2 separate regions of the Salmo salar genome follow, and region 1 is linked to region 2. Evidence: chromatin contacts called from public Hi-C data. All regions are on one chromosome and are shown on one strand. Each heading gives the region's core, a stretch centred on a gene start, on an enhancer-like site or on the middle of the called end of the contact. The rest is flanking DNA. Distances are from core to core; before and after follow the strand shown. Region 1 overlaps LOC106584113 (sec1 family domain-containing protein 2). Region 2 holds the start of LOC106584117 (platelet-derived growth factor receptor, alpha polypeptide).

Region 1 (5,235 bases), core at 618-3,117, 330 kb before region 2:
ACACACACACACACACACACACACACACAATGAATATGACCGAGTGCTCGTCCTGTAGGTTGGGGATCCTGGCAGTGGAAGCTGCTGAGGGCAGGACGGCTCATAAAAATGGCTGGAATGGAGTCAATGGAGTGGTATCAACCACATGGAAACCGTTCCAGCCATTATTACGAGCTGTCCTCCCCTCAGCAGCCTCCACTGGATGCTGGGTACTAAGGGGGCGTTCACTCCCCTGTTGCACCACTCACAGGAAAAAACACAAATTAGCGGGAACGTCAGGAAATTTCCCAACATCCCTAAACTCTGCCGATGTGTTAACATTCCCCGGAGCAGTCTTTCCCAACATCCCCAGAACCTCTCAAAACCACAACCTGGACCGAGGGGCCATCTGCTGCTCCACCATAACCTTTCCCTCTATTTCCACCAGGTCAAGAAGAACAACTGTTATCATCTGCCATAAGCAGTAACATGAGCTTCAAGCGTTTCCCCGGAAAAATCCAAAAGGGTGTCGCGAGCGCATCTCATTATCATGACCCACAGCGAGGTCGACACTGTGTCTCATACAGGGGCTCTGCAACGGAACCAACGTCATATATCACCTCTCTATTTCTCCCTCTCGCCGTCTTTAAGAGACGTGTCAGTGTTTTGATGGTTCTATAAAAAGGCCACCAAACGCCGTGGCAGAGCCTCTGCACAGTTCTGTTGGGTTTGTCCCCAGCGTGTCTGTGACCTTCAGTCGGGCGTGTGCATACTTCTGATGAGCATGTGAACACCAGAGAGGGAGGAGTTCGGGGACCAACTCAGGACTAAAGACAGGAAACAACAATGTTAGAAAGGTTAGATCCTTTATACGCTGAAAGAAGGATGAAGGAGAGAGGAAGAGAGAGAAAGAAAAAAAAAAAAGAAAAGGGGGGGGTTTTTCGCTGACACTGATCCCAAATATTAAAATCTACTCTGTTTTTCTTTTTCGTTTCTTTTTTCTCACTCCTTTTCCTCTCGCTCTGGTTCTCTCTCTCGCTCTCTGTCTAACTGCTGCCATGTGTTTAATATCAGATGGAATCGGTTCCAGAGCCTGGGCCTGGACTGGACTGGGGCTGGATGGGGAGAAAGAGGGGCTCACATTGGGCCGCACGCCATCTTCACACAGAAAATGAGACACAAAGACAAGAGAACAGAGCTCGACTGAACCAGAGACACTGCTCCTCCACAAAGAGAACAGCTATAATAGAATATTAGAAGTCACACAGCCAGATAAACGTTTGGTTTACTTCACTGTCACTATGATGAATGTGGGTGGGAAGAATTTTAAAAACGCTTTCTGAAAAGCATGACCGAGAAATTGGTGTCATTTATCGAGTATTTTCCTCAGGAAGACACACATCATGGGCTTAGCTGTGTTCTGAGGCGGAGGGGCTGTAATGATTAAGCGTGTCGTAAGCGGACACATAGTTAGCGTGGTTAAAATGCCAGGGCTGTGACCTGGCCATATGTGTGTATACACGCTTGTGTGTGGGTCCTAATGTGTACTGTTTGTGTAAGTGTGTGAGACAGAGAGACAGAAAGAGAGAGAGACAGAGAGACAGAAAGAGAGAGAGACAGAGAGAGAGAGAGAGAGAGAGACAGAGAGAGAGAGACAGAGAGAGCGCATAAGCCTGTATTTCCTTGTGGGTTCCAGGAAGACGAGAGTTCTTATAAAGGGGTAGAAAGAGGGGGGGTTGAGGAGGTATGGTTGTAATTTGCCCCCCCCCCCCCTCTGCCCCTCTCCCCTGGTGTTTTCCCTAGGCCGTTTGGTCAGATGGGGGGCGGGGGTGAGCTTTTTACTGGCAGGGTGTGAGACAAGGCTCCATAACCAGCCGGTCTTGTTGAGTAACTGCTCTACTATGGACAGGGTGCTGGGGGCCATGGAGTGCGTGCGTCTGACCTCCTGCGCGCCTGTGTGTGTGTGTGTGTGTGTGTGTGTGTGTGTGTGGGCGAACTCCAGTGTGGCTCTCTGCTAGAAGTGGCGATTCGAAACCTTAAGGGGGCACTCTTGCCCCTCCTGTAGACTGTGTACCCCTGCTGACTTGCCCAGTCAGTCTGACTGGATAAACAATGCGTGGGTGTGTCTCCAAACTAAATTCCACCAGATGTGTAATGACTGTTACGCCATTAAGAGATAGGCATGAGTTAATGTATCCACACACAAACAATGCACGCAACACACACACACACACACACACACACACAGACAATTTACTATTCAATTCAATTCAAGGGGCTTTATTAGCATGGGAAACACATGTTAACATTGCCAAAGCAAGTGAAGTAGATAATGTACAAAAGTGAAATAAACAACAAAAATGAACAGTAAACATTACACTCACAGAAGTTCCAAAAGAATAAAGACATTACAAATGTCATATTATGTATACATACAGTGTTGTAACGATGTGCAAACGGTTAAGTACAAAAGGGAAAAGAAATAAACATAAATATGGGTTGTATTTACAATGGTGTTTGTTCTCCACTGGCTGACCTTTTCTTGTGGCAACAGTTAATAGTTAATAGGTCTGAGGGTGAAGGAGTGGTTCCAGGAAGCTTGTGACGCAGCAGTAAAGAATGGGTCGGACCATTTGGGTCCAAGTCTAGTAGTCACACATTCAGACAAATAAACCCACTTAATATAAACCAGGTACATGTATGCTTTTGAAGTTGTTCAGAAATGAGGTAGATTTCCAACAGTTTCCACGGCCTGTTTGTAGAATAACTTTAGTCCTAATCAAAGTCGCTATCAAATGGAATGGAACCCAAAACCAGATTCTGGCTCCACCAAGCACACATACAAACACAGTACAGAAATCTAGCAATAAATCCATTGACAGGAGGGCACAGCCTCTTAGCAGGACAGGATCTCCTTTTAAAAACGGGTAGTGAGTGGAGGATAAATGATCCACTTGACCAGAGAGACTACTCAAAGAGTCAGGCAACAGCTCTGCATCCCCAGTTAGCCAAGTACATCAAATACAGAATGAAATACAAATCAGGACATGCCTCAAAGAGAAGCAGAGCAGCTGATGAGGAAGTGATCAGGGTAGCATTGGTTAATCTAATCATTGACAGCCTTTGCTATTGGAAGTTGTATTAGATACTGTTGTCAGTCACACAGCCAGTGGATGCGGTTAGTAGCCAAAAGATGAGCAACAAAGCTAAGAAACTCATTTGCTCGCTAAGAGCCAGCCACAGACCTTGACCATTCCACAGCGAGTGGAGTGTGTCTTTCTGTGTGAGTGTGCGTTACTGGGGAAGTGTTACAGAGAGAGAAGAACGCTTGTGGATTTCCTGTCAACACACCAGAATACCACAGGACATCAGGCCTCTCTCTGGTCTGGTTTCTCTGTCCTGGCAGGAGAGACCACAAACTGGATTCATGAACAGAACCAGAGGAGAGAGAGAGACAGGGAAGAGAGAGGGCAACGCAGAAGAGGAACGGTTCAAATGGATATTAAAAGGGGGATGATGAGACAAGGAAAAGGGAGGAAGATGGAGACGTCAATAAGAGGAATGTAAGTAGAGTGAATCTGCTTATCTCGCTCTCTCTCTCCTCATGTGTCATGTTAGCTTACTCCACTTCAAATGCTGGCTGGCAGCAGGGGCTCTTTGAAGGACTAGCACCAGGGAGGAAGGAGAGAGGGAGGAGACTTCTAGAGAGAGATGAAGAGAGTAGTCTTTTGAAATATACTTTCATAACAAATCAACCCGGAGATTTAATCTAACAATCACAGCGCAGATGCAGAATTATCTACCCATCAGTGTTTTATCAGTCAAAACTATTTTTTAGGAGCCTCTATAAACTCAAATCATTGACGACAATATTTTGTATTTTTCAGAGATACGTCTTTTATAACCGGTCTTATCATTTCAGTCTTCAAAAGAAAATTGTTGGCTTAGAAGGGCTGGGAAGAAAACAGAACAGTCCGAGCAGCTGATAAATAACTCTGTTCTGGTAAGAGGAATCTACTGGAAGAATGACAAGAGACTCAAGGCTTCACAATGGGATGTCCTAATCGTCTTCTACAGTGGTAGCAGAGGAGAAAAAGTGAGGAGGAAGAAATGGAAAAAAAAATGGATGGAGAGCTCACAGCTGTATCACGATACAAGCTGGGACAGGTGTTTCCCTCCAAATTCCTTATCAGATTCAGGACATGATAGTGCTGTTTTCTGAGGGGGCACTTCCTCTTCCTGTGACATATGAGAGAACCAACCCTCCACCTCCTTCTGCTCGGCCCCAACTCTGTTCTATTTCTGACCACTACCGCCTCTCACTACACTGGCCACTTGTTACAGGATTGGCCTCTGCCAGCTCTATATCACTGGGAGAAGGCGATACTCCGCGTCTCTCATTCTTAAGATAGGAAAAGAAGGGCAGGTAAGATTGGGAGTCCAATAGGGCGCACAATTGGACCAGCGTTGTCCGGGTTAGGGTTTGGCCGGGGTAGGCCGTCATTGCAAATAAGAATTTGTTCTTAACTGACTTGCCTAGTTAAATAAAGGTTAAATAAAAAAAACATGTCTGGGTCCTCCAACACACGTGGTAGGAGAGACACGCCGATCATCAACTCCAACACTAAGGACACCTATGAGACTCTCATCTGTAGTCGTGTTATGTTGCATGCTAATCGTGCCAGGCATCATTATTAGCCAGCCCCAAACTGGATTAGTGTGCTCCCTATAGCTGGCCCTGACCCAGCTCTATGAGTTTTAGGGAATCAGATGTGGAGCAGGGTTAAAATCAGGCCTGTAGGGACAACAGGAAGACCCCCTCCAGAGACTCTTTCTTACTACAATCCAGTGGTCAACATTGCTTCGGCTTCTCCTCCTCATATAGCTTGCTGCTCAAATAAATCCACAACTCATACAAGAATAATAACACACCCTTAGGAAAATAAGCCTTGCCGGGTGTGTGTGATGGAGCTGAACAATATAGTTTTGACAGGCTCAGAAGTAGCAAAGCTGTCACTATAGGAAACCCAGATGATGGGTGTGGCCAGATGATGGGTGTAGCCTTTTAACTCACAGTGGGGTAAGCTACACAGGCCACACCCATGTCTCTCCATTCATTATCATTTGTTCTTCCTCTCTGCACACTTTCCTATCCCTGTTCTTACTTACTTTCTTCCCATGTCTTTCACATGCAGCTGCCACAGAAATAATTGTGTGTTTTCTTTCTTTTCACTCTCTTCTTTCCCAGCCCGTACA
Region 2 (5,813 bases), core at 2,687-5,186:
ACACTGTGTTAACTAACCTCCAGACGAGCTTCCATGGCCTCCAACTGCTCTTAAATGCAAGTAAAACTAAATGCATGCTCTTCAACCGATCGTTGCCCACACCTGCCCACCCGTCCAGCATCACCCATCATCCCACCTCCGCTGGACTGAAGAGCGTCGCTGGATGCTCCGGACTGAAGAGCGTCGCTGGAGGCTCCGGACTGAAGAGCGTCGCTGGAGGCTCCGGACTGAAGAGCGTCGCTGGAGGCTCCGGACTGAAGAGCGTCGCTGGAGGCTCCGGACGGAAAAGCGTCGCCGGAGGCTCCGGACTGGGAGGCGTCATAATAGGTTCTGGACTAATGACCGTTGCTGCTGGCTCCATGCCATGGATCATCTCTACAGGTTCCGCGCCAAGGATCATCACTGGAGGCTTCTTACCATGGATTATCTCTACAGGTGCCGGGCCATGGATTATTCTTACAGGCTTCGTGCCATGGTTTATCTCTACAGGCTCCGGACCATTTATAATCCCTCCAGGCTTTTTGCCAAGGATTATTTCTTCAGGTTCCGGGTCATGGATTACCTCTTCAGGCTTCGTGCCATGGAATACCCCTACAGGCTCCGGGCCATGGATCATCACTAGAGGCTTAGTGCCATGGATCATCTCTACAGGCGTCGGACCATCGATTATCACTGGAGGCTTTGTACGTGGAGCAGGAACAGGTCTCACCGGACTGGGGAGACGCTCTGAGGACCGAGTGCTCAAAGCAGGCACCGGCCGTACTGGGTTATGGAGGCGCACTGGAGAGAGAGTGCGAGAGGCAGGCACATGCTTACCACAAAAAGCACGGGTAGTTGACTCAGGCCTCACCCCTGGCCCAGCCAAACTACCCGTGTGCCCCCCCCAAAAAAAAATGTGGGGGCTGCCTCTCGTTTTTCCCAGGTAGGCTCCGATATCTATCGATTACCTGGCCCCAAGTCCAGTTCCTCCTCTCCATCCACTCCATATGTGACCAGGTGTCCATTTCAGCCCGGGCATGCCGCTTGATCCAGTCATGGTGGGTAGTTCTGTAACAGGGGTCGTCTAAAGGGGTCCAAGGCGCAGCGTGTAGAGTGCTCATATTTACTTTATTAATGAAACACTTAACAAAAACAACAAAACGACTACCAACAGTTCCGTCAGGTAACACATACAAAACGGAAAACAACTTCCCACACCTGAATAACAGGCTGCCTAAGTATGGCTTCCAATCAGAGACAACGATAGACAGCTGCCTCTGATTGGAAACCATACCTGGCCAAAACATAGAAAACAAAAACATAGAAATCTAGAAAAAACCCACATAGAAACAGAAAACCAAAACCACCCAAAACACACCCCTGTCACGCCCTGACCACTCTACTATGGAAAATGACCTCTTACAAGGGTTCAGGACGTGACAGCTCCTGTACATAGCCCATCTGTAAATAGCCTATCCAAGTACCTCATCCCCCATACTGTTATTTATTTTGCTCCTTTGCACCCCAGTATCTCTACTTGCAAACTCGTCTTCTGCAGATCTATCACTCCAGTGTTTAATTGCTATATTGTAATTATTTCGCCACTATGGCCTATTTATTCCCTTACCTCCCTTATCCTACCTCATTTGCACTCACTGTATATAGACCTTTTCTATTGTATTATTGACTGCATGTTTGTTTATTTCATGTGTAACTCTGTGTTGTTGTTTGTGTCGCACTGCTTTGCTTTATCTTGGCCAGGCCGCAGTTGTAAATGAGAACTTGTTCTCAACTAGCCTACCTGGTTAAATAAAGGTGAAATAAATAAATAAAAAATTAAACTTCAGTAATTTTCTATTAAGGTATCTTTACTTTTACTGAAGTATAACAATTGTGTACTTTTTCCACCACTGTATGGTAGTAGGTGCCAAGCGCACCGGAACTGCAACACTGCTGAGTTTTTCACACTCAACTGTTTCCTGTGTGTATCAAGAATGGTCCACCACCCAAAGGACATCCAGTCAACTTGAGACAACTGTGGATAGCATTGGAGTCAACATGAGCCAGCATCCCTGTGGAACACTTTCGACACCTTGTAGAGTCCATGACCCAACAAATTGAGGCTGTTCTGAGAGCAAAAGGGGATGGGGGTGCAACTCCATATTAGGAAGGTGTTCCTAATGTTTGGTATACTAAGTGTAGACTGTAATGATTATGTATTAGGTAATGCTGGGAAGTGAGTGAGTGAGTGAGTGTGTGTGTGTGTGTGTGTGTGTGTGTGTGTGTGTGTGTGTGTGTGTGTGTGTGTGTGTGTGTGTGTGTGTGTGTGTGTGTGTGTGTGTGTGAAGTGATGAACTATACTGGGCTGTGCATTAGTGCCATACATGACATTCCACTCCTGTTTAAAAATGTGGAATGTTGAATCAACATCCAAATGTAATCATATCATATCCATAGAACACCCTTATACTTGTTTGCAAACACAACGTGATAGATATGAGTTGATGCAAGAAACAGTTATCACAAACGGCATCCTCAAGGGCCAGCTGACCTTTTACAGAGTTGGGAAAAGCAACACTGGTTATAGCCACGATACTGTCTCTGAATCTTGATCAAAGAAATGAATAACTTAGAGCAGAGATTGTCAGAAAGTGAGCTCTAGCTGGCCCATATAGGCTACACATGAAAATGTCTGAAAGCAATTGGCTACACATGTGCCCTAATACGTGTATGTATCCAACTGATTTGTACAGCAATGCATTGGTTCAGTTTTTTAGTATAGCCAACTGTAATGCTTACAACAAATCACAATTCCGAAAATCCGAATGAACTTACTATTTTAATGGACTGACGTTTTGAATGTGTTGTTGAAGAGTGTGAAAGAAAATGAGAGCCAACAGTAAGGATCTCTACACGTTTTAGGCACAACATATTGACTTCTTTGTTTGGAGAAAAAGATACACTGTTATTTTGTTGTTGCGATTCTTCGTCTAAGCTAGGAACATGTGGAAGTCATCGTGCCTAGCGGCTGGAGAGATGTGTTTCTCTGCAAGGGAAGCGTTGCGGTGCGGGCCGGGCACCGCTGGAAGTGCCACTGAGAGAGAAGCCAGGTCAGCCGGCCTGGTCGTCTGACCTGGCTCCGTATCGCTGAGTGCAGTGAGATATAAATTCATAATGACTCTTTATCCTGTGTGTCTGTTAGGAGAGCTCCATGTTCGGGGGTGAGGCAGGGAGGCACATATCACCTTCACAGAGTCCGTAAACAGAGGCAATGGTGTGCCAAATCTGCCAACAAAGCAACTATAATTTTGTTGTTTTTCTTTATAAGAAATTGCCCAAAAAATAAGAATGACTGGAAGTTATTCTATCTGAGAGTTAAATGAAGCAAATATGTGGTTGAGAGAGAGAGAGGGAAAGAGAGAGATTTGAGTTGTGTAGTTCATGGTGTTGGAGCGCCCCCTATGCGCTATGGAGGCTTGGACGCTCATGTTTCCAAGTTTCGGGTTTTGAAAAGTGCCGATGCTAGGCTACACTAATGTTAGACCAAAACTCTCCAAATACAACCTATTAGTATACTATTGTTACTATTTAATTAGATGTGTATGACAATCACATTTATTTGACTTATTTTAAACATAGGCCATCTTAATAATTTAGAAAACAACCCTGGTCACATTTGTACATTTGACAGTGTTCCCTTTGCGTCTTTGCGAAAACATCCATAAATGTCGCTTGATAACTCAATTGTATATTGCGTGCTTTCCTTATATAATAGTCTCTATACCGGATTCTTATTTCTCCCCCTTTCCTACATCACTACATAGCAGAGAAATCTGACTCCCGCTCCAGTCTCACTGAGAAAACAGCTAGGACTCTTATTTTGAAAGGCACCCCATGCTGGAGCGGAGTAGAGGGGGTCATTTCCTGAGAGTTATTTACTTTGAGCCAGATGATTAGTTTTTTTTGGGAAGGATGGACTGTAACGTTGAATCAATTACAGGTCGCTGTAGCTCAAGCGCATTTGTGAGCGCGGTCGTGGACGCAGACGGAGGGGTGCACATATGCTAGCTCTCACAGTGAAGGATCGTGGCCATAGGATCACTACTACTACACACTTGAGGAGAGGAGCCTTCACTGAGAGGAGCCCTCACCGGAGTGATTTTATGCTCCTGATTTAATTCTACTGGGATTTATCATCGATACGCAAAATCCAAGGGAATTTAAAAGGTTTGTATTTTAGACAAATTGGCTAATCTCTTTCATTTTTTTGCAAACTTTAATTTTCTCAAGAATTCTATTAATTGAGACCATTTTTATCTGAAAAAAATGAAAAAGTTACTAAACTGGACCACTTTTAGGCTAGTTGAATATGTCCTTCTTTGTGAAAATTCACAAAATAGCCTAGCTTTTTATTATGGCACAACATTGTGAAGAAAAAAATCCTGATAAGAAATGATTCATCTGACCGGATCCATCCATCACACTTTGGGGGCTTTCATTATCGTAATTTCGCTACGAGGAAACGTTTCACAAAACTTGTTTAAACTTTGAAGATGCATTCGCTTGCAGGCTATGTGTTAACTTCTGCATTGAACGGGATTCAGTTTTCCATGCACCATATGGTCTCACCTCCGGATGCCGAGCGGAGAAATGTTGCTAACTCGACTGGATAAAAAGCGCTCAATTTCGGCCTTACTGCTGGAGGTGTCACCTCGAGAACTGAGCCTCTATTGTGGGATAGCGCTGCCTGCCCTCTCATCTAATGGGAAACACATTGGAAATTGGATTTCAAGTTGTTTTCGTTTCTGCGCTTGGAATGTGTGGAATTAAATGGAACATTGTGCATTGGGATGTGCTTGCTGAGCTGGGAAGCAGGCTGTAGCCGATCGGATTTTAAGTTAGACACAAGATTCATTTTGAGACCCGCTACAAAAAAGTAGGGTAAGGGGGACCCCATTCCTGGTTGGATGTAATTTCAGTGCGCCAGACAACAAAATGCAAATAGCCTACACGCATATTGCCTCCAAGAATAGTATTCATAATTAGATTACAATTGAATGATGCACTATATTTCTTAAGATTTACATAATTGAGTTGAGCGCCGCACGAAAGTCAAATTAGATAGAACAGTTAAAGTTTTTCATCAGTGAAACTCACTGCCTTGCTTGCCTCAATGCCCCAACCACCCTCTTCATTTCGAAATGCTATCTTTATAAATCTCTCTGCTATATTCCCATGGAAATCAATTCTTCACATGTGGGATTGAATTTAACAGTTTAAGTGTCTGTGGAGGACAGCGAGCTGAACAACCCTCCCTCAGCTGTTGCTCCAAAGTGTCAAGCCCAGAACGGCGCGTTTGGTAGGCTGCACATTGGTTGGGACTGTACTGTTGGTGGGGGTGAGGAAAATAGGGAGAGGAGAACCAGCGGACAAGCGGTACATTTGCACAACAGGCTGGATAGGAAATGTCCTACACCAACGATGTGCGCAAAAGTGTCAAAGTATATTAGTCAGGATTCCCACGCTAATGTTTGTCTTACAGACTTCTCTTCAGAGAGGGCTCTTAATTAGAGGCCCTCTAACCCTGGGTTTGATTTGCCAGTCATAATTAGCCAGTCCGGGGATGAGACAGAGCGGATTCGCACAAACAACTCTCTTACAGTCAAAGTAGCAGCAAACTGTTATAAAACAAAAGGGATTTTGATAACGGATAAAAAATTATGTAGACTATTTTTATCGCCCCAATAGGAGATTAGAACAATTAGTAGATCATTTAAAATAATTATCCTATAGTATCAAATTTGTTTAAAACAAAGAATAGATTAGAGTAAAAC

Evidence for each region. Hi-C and Micro-C count contacts between places; a contact is called where the count stands out from the background.
Region 1: a contact with region 2 is called in a Hi-C map of muscle, with 2.9 times the contacts expected there. The contact joins the enhancer-like site here to the promoter of LOC106584117 in region 2. A contact is called at or near these places in 2 of 3 Hi-C or Micro-C datasets (gill and muscle).

The regions. Positions count from the first base shown.
Region 1 is chrssa23:21,023,958-21,029,192 of Ssal_v3.1, reverse strand. All of the region lies in intron 2 of LOC106584113 (sec1 family domain-containing protein 2), which reads right to left. Among protein-coding and RNA genes, the nearest start is that of LOC106584113, 15 kb to the right of the region's middle. Within about 2 kb of position 1,867, at least 4 of the 13 cell types and tissues checked have an H3K27ac peak or open chromatin away from gene starts, as enhancers often do. A contact at or near this core is called in gill and muscle, where this site is marked.
Region 2 is chrssa23:20,697,779-20,703,591 of Ssal_v3.1, reverse strand. It overlaps LOC106584117 (platelet-derived growth factor receptor, alpha polypeptide), which reads left to right and starts at 3,936. Exons shown (of 28, transcript XM_014168993.2): 1 at 3,936-4,206.